Regions from separate parts of the Pan troglodytes genome. Here region 1 is linked to region 2. A link is a contact called in public Hi-C data. All regions are on one chromosome and are shown on one strand. The core of a region is the stretch at or near the end of the contact, and the rest is flanking DNA. Distances in the headings are between cores, read along the strand shown.

Region 1 (2,700 bases), core at 29-2,528, 340 kb after region 2:
CTGGCCTCAAACTATCCTCCCGCCTCAGCTTCCCCAAAGTACTGGGATTACAGGTGTGAGCCATGCGCCTGGCCTATTACAAATTATCAATCTCATAAATCCTTTATATCTTGCGAGAAAACTAAAAAGTACACAAACATATACATAACTGTAAAAAGTGCATTGGAAGAAGAGTGCTATGAGAAGGGAGTATTGAGAAATGTAATTTAAAAGGGAAAGGGGTCTAAGAACTGTATCTCAGATAAGTGTACAGCATGTGCAAAAAAAAAAAAAAAAAAGCCTTAAGGGAATCACACAATTTATTGGAGTATTTTGGGTTTGAGTTCGGATAATTTCTAGGACGAAATAAATTCAGTTGAGTTAGAAATGGAATCTCTCAGTATCCAAACTACAGAACAACTGCTTAAATTGTTAAGATTTCCTGTTGGATTTAACAGGGAAATGGGTTAAGTCTCCTATAATTTAATGAGTCGAAATCATTTGTTTTGGTTTAAACTAATTACCAACTCAACTCATTCTGGTGATAGGGTCTCTCTCTCCCTCTTTCACTCCAAAGGCCTCCTCAAGCATTCCTCAAGGGTGTTCCCACCTCGGGGCCCTGGAGCTTTCTGCTCCTTCCACCAATTTCCCTAAATACCAAGAGTGACTAGATTTATCAAAAGGAATGAGCCTCCCAGTCACAATATCCACTCGGCAGCTTCATCTATTTTTAGCTGCCAGTCTCCTATAGGTATTTATATGTTTGGTCCCTGAATTACAGCGTCATCAATTCCTAGACCTCAGAATTCAGGCTTGTAACTTGCCCTCTCTGAGCTTTATCTCTGAATTCATCTATTTAATGAGATCGATATCTTCCTCAAAGGAAAGCAAGTAAACAATCAGCATATTGCTGGGCTCAGGAAAATCACTCAATACCTGGTAGCTTTTGTTATACAGCACAATTATTAATGAAAACTACTCATTTGGGTGCCAGAAGGCATCCCAGGTGACTTGTGGTAGATAATCACACCTTCTTTAAACCTCCTATTTAAGGCAGAATATAATGCCCTGACTCAATAGGCAATAAAACTCAATTGAACTAAATATCTCAACCTTCATTTATCTACTTACAACAAACTTCTGCCATTCACTAACAACTGGGGCATACAAGAATAAATAATGAAAATAACATTTACTGAGTGCTTAATATGGGCCAGACGCGGGGTCACATAAATACTTTGCGTATTCCCCACGTCATTTAATAATCGCAAAAACCTAGTAACGAACCCAGTTTTACAGATGAGGAGCCTGCCCAAAGTTGCTCAGCAAGTAACTGTCAGAGGCAGCTCTAGATCCCAGGGGCTGACTCCCGAGTCTACGTTCTCAACACTGAATCGGAGATTTGGTTCCAGGCCTGGAGGGGTTCACAATCTGCAGCTGTCACTGAAGAGGATCTACAGGGCAAAACCCCAACCCGAAGGGCACCGGCACGAACTGGTCCAACGCGACGCAGTACACAGGCCTCTGCGTAAGGGGCGAGCGCGGAGCTGGTACCTTTGCCAGAGGTTTCCGCGCGGGGCTGTGGCGCCGACGGATCCATCCGGCCAGGGGGAGGGGCCGAGCCCGGCTGCACGTAACACCCGGAAGGCGGCGGAGGACAGCAAGGTGGCTGGCCGGCAGGCCAATGGCGGCCAACGCTACTTCCGGCCGCCCTCCGAGCATCGCTCTTCGGCAACCCGAAGCCACAGGATGGAGGAGGGGGATCCCAGCAAAGGTAGCGACTAAGGGGACCCAAGCAGAACGGGAGGGCGACGTCCGGAGCGGCGGCAGAGCCAGGGGACGCTGTGTGAGGCTGGCAAAGCGGTGTTCACCTAGTTCTCTCGGGCTCCGCCGCCGCGGGAGGAGGACAGGAGGCCGGCAAGGCGACCCCCGAATCTTCCTAGGCTCTGACCTCCGTCTCCTAACCCCCGCAACTTCCAACCCGGTCTTGGAAAATCCCGCGAGAACGGGCTCCCGAATTGTCATTGGGATCTCGCGAGAACGAAATCTTCCTTTCTGTGGGCGGAGCAATCTTCCCGATGTCTCTCCCCTCTGAGGCCTGTAGCAGGAAGGGCCGCGGGAGTTGCGAGTGTCGCGAGGTTTGAGGTCGCTCGGTGGGCCGGGCGCTGTGCGAAGCTAGAAATAACTGGGGGCATTGAGAATGCGGTGGCTGTAAAGGGCCGCTGAGGCGGTGGAGGCCTGGCAGAGGGCGGCCCCGCGGTCGCGGCTTCTGGCTTCTCTGTGGAGCTTGGTTCTTCCGTGGTGGTGCAGCACCCCAGGAACTTCAGGAACCAGTGCTTCCTTGGAGAGCTCCCCGGGACAGCCACGGGGGCCAAGTGAAACTAGCGCGTTTTCTTGGATCCTACACTTTATAGTGAATCATAAATACTTTAAATACAAAGCCAACATTTGCTGCAAATAAACGTAAAAATACTGTTAAAGTGTAAAGTGTTTTCCTCCGTACCGTCTGACGTTTCTGGCGGTTCGTTGAACGCGGGAGAACGCTGAGCCGTCTGCACTGAGCCCGGGAGCATCTTCAGGGCAGCGCCGCCCACGCGCGAGGTGAATGAAGGACACGGCCTCTTGACACTCCCAGGCAGCACAGATAGACGGATCCGTAAGTGGCTCCCGCGCATGTTAAAATTTGTATACTGTAAGGTATTTCATGGATTGAGTGAAATA
Region 2 (2,700 bases), core at 195-2,694:
ACAGGAAGGAGTCACTTTCCCAACTGGCGGGGAGCGGGGGAGTCACTTTCCCAACTGGCGCGGGCAGGTTGGGAGGGGCCGCCGAGCCGCATCTGCCACAGTCACGAAGCTTTCTTAGCACCGCCTGGAGTTCAAGGAAAGTCCAGAAGCCGCTCTTCCCTTGAAGGAAGACGTTCACAGCATCGCACCCACGAAGAGGGTGCGGCTTCCCCCTCTCACCCTTCTGGGTCTCGGCCGATCGCCTGGCAGTTGGGCTCGTGGCCTATCCTGCAAGAGGGCGCAGGCATGCATAGCGCCTGCGGAGGGGCGCTGCTCCTACGCCCCAGGCACGGCCCCCGCAGGCCGGGCAGTGACCCCGGTGGCCCGGCCCTTAGGGCGTGCGAGTTGACCGTGCCCCTTCTCCAGGACGCGCGGCCGGCGGCTGGGTTTTCGAACGCGCGGCAGTGAACGGCTCCTTGGCGAGGAGGCACAGCCTCCGCAGGCCGGAAGCCACGCGCCCACCAAAGGCACGAGGAGCAGGGCGGAGAGTACTGCGGGTCAGACGAGCGAGGCCCTCGGGGAGGCGCCCAGAGGAGCGGGGCAGCGCGGCCGCAGCGCGGGTCGGGTCCGCGGACGCTGTTCAGGCCCCACTGTGGGGCTGCTGCCCCTGGGCTGCCCTCCGGCTCGGTGGAGCGCGGGAGTTGGGGCGGGGGGCGCCTCTGCTGCTTCCACCCCAGAAACCCGGGTCAGCGTTGGGAGCTGCACTGGGCGGCAGCGAACATTAGAAGGGACAGTGTTTGGGTTAAAATCTAACCCTCGGCCGGGCGTGGTGGCTGAAGCCTATCCAACCACTTTGGGAGGCCGAAGCGGGCGGATCACGAGGTCAAGAGATCGAGACCAGCCCGGCCAACATGGTGAAACCTCATCTCTATTAAAAATACAAAAATTAGCCAGGCGTGGTGGTGAGCGCCTGTAGTCCCAGCTGCTCGGGAGGCTGAGGCAGGAGACCCGCTTAAACCCAGGAGGCGGAGGTTGGAGTGAGCCAAGATCGAGCCACTGCACTCCAGCCTGGCGACAGAGCGAGACTCCGTCAAAAAAAAAAAAAAAAAAAAAAATCTATCCCTCATGATCTTGCTTTCTGTGCGTGTGTCTTTGCGTCAGGGGCAGGGAAAGCCTATAGAGCACACATCGCCTAGTGAGGTCTTTACAACACAGGCTTTAATTATTTTCCTCCTTTCGCAGCTGAGAACAGAGAATTTCAGCAACTTGCCCAGAGTTCCAGAGCCAGACCTTAAAGGTAGGGCTTGTGACTCCGCATTAGGAACGTTCTCCTCCCCTGGATGGACCCGATGCCCCGCACTAATACTCTTGAGCCGGAATTCAGCAACGCAGGGGTGACATTCAACCTTCCGCCTCGCGGAGGCGGTGCCGGCGGGGCAGGGGACGGCCGCCAGGGGGCAGTGTGGCTCCGTGCCTCCGCGCCCGCTCCCGGACCCGCGCCCTGCCCCCGCCGGCGCTGAGCCCTCCAGCCCTGCTCCGCGTTCTTAGCTGCATCGCCAGGCGTGGAAGAGGTTGGACTCAGGGCTACGTCTTCCAGTAGTTAAAAAACGGGGGGCCGAGGCCCCCACAGTTAAAGTGGGCGAGAGAGCAGCTTCCAGCATCTATGGCGATGATGGCCTTTTTTTGCCCAGATGCAGCCAGGTCTGCCCGTCGGCCAGCTCGCACGCGGGGGGGGGGGGGCACCTCCAGCCTTGGCCTCAAGAGGGACCAGGCACAAACCTTACCTTGACAATGTTTCCAGCAACACTTCGCTGGGACAACTAGTCAGTGTGGTCAACCAGGCTAGGACAACTAGTCAGTGTGGTCACCCTTGTGGCCGTTCTTATGGGGAATTTGGTTCTTATGGGGAACTTGGTGAGACTTGGGTGTAAGCCAGTAGTTGCATTAGTTGTTTTTGTAGCTTATCTTGTTTTAGTAGCAGTGATAGTGAGATTTTGCTTGTTTTTTTTTTTTTTCTTCTGGACTGATCCAAACGGAATGCTGAAGTTCTGTCTCCATCCGGAAGACCTGGGCTGTGGCCTCCCGGCGTCTCTGGGCAGGGGCATCTGCAGGTCCCCACTCTGGTGGGCACCCTGCTGCGAGTCTGCTCATACCCAGGGTGGATGCACCAGCTGCAGCTTTCAGCTGAAAAGAAACACGCTCTGCTCTGGCTTATGTCTGGCTGAGCTCTGGAAGGGCGGGCCCCTCTCAGCGAGCTGGGGGGCCCGCGTAGACGAAGATGACCCGCAGGCCTTATCAGCACTTATCTTTCAGTAAAGCCTGAGAGGCCAGCTTTGTGTCTGGGACCCTGGGAGCTCAGGAGGGCAGCTCGGCTTTTGTTCCTTGTTCTTCTCCAGCTGTTGGGAACTTTGCTGACAGCAAGAATCTACTCCATGGATTCACAGCACAGGCTATGACCAGAGACATATTTTTGTCCTAAAACATTTCTTTTTTCTGATTATAAAGTTAATGGCCATTTTTCTTTTCTAACTTCTTAATTTGAAATAATTTGAAGCTTCTAAAAGCAGTTTAAAAATTATGCAAAGAGTTCACATGCACCCTTCACCCACATTGATGCCCTGTAAATGCCTTGGTTTATATTTCCCCCCAAAATAACCACAGGCTTGTGACTGAATCAGGAAATTAACATTGATATAGTTCTGTTATCCTCCACAGACCCTC

Evidence for each region. Hi-C and Micro-C count contacts between places; a contact is called where the count stands out from the background.
Region 1: a Hi-C map of stem cell-derived neural progenitor cells shows a contact between it and region 2, with 4 times the contacts expected there. The contact joins the promoter of LOC107976725 here to the enhancer-like site in region 2. A contact is called at or near these places in 1 of 7 Hi-C or Micro-C datasets (stem cell-derived neural progenitor cells) and 1 of 1 datasets of contacts at active chromatin or transcription factors (stem cell-derived excitatory neurons).

The regions. Positions count from the first base shown.
Region 1 is chr11:42,633,530-42,636,229 of NHGRI_mPanTro3-v2.0_pri, forward strand. It overlaps LOC107976725, which reads left to right and starts at 1,279. Exons shown (of 3, transcript XM_063787654.1): 1 at 1,279-1,753. The coding sequence starts at 1,279. ERCC6L2 (ERCC excision repair 6 like 2) reads right to left here and starts at 2,511. Exons shown (of 19, transcript XM_054658300.2): 1 at 1,534-2,511. The coding sequence starts at 1,579.
Region 2 is chr11:42,291,122-42,293,821 of NHGRI_mPanTro3-v2.0_pri, forward strand. No RefSeq gene overlaps it. Among named protein-coding and RNA genes, the nearest start is that of HSD17B3, 89 kb to the left of the region's middle. Within about 2 kb of position 1,445, at least 10 of the 24 cell types and tissues checked have an H3K27ac peak or open chromatin away from gene starts, as enhancers often do. A contact at or near this core is called in stem cell-derived neural progenitor cells, where this site is marked.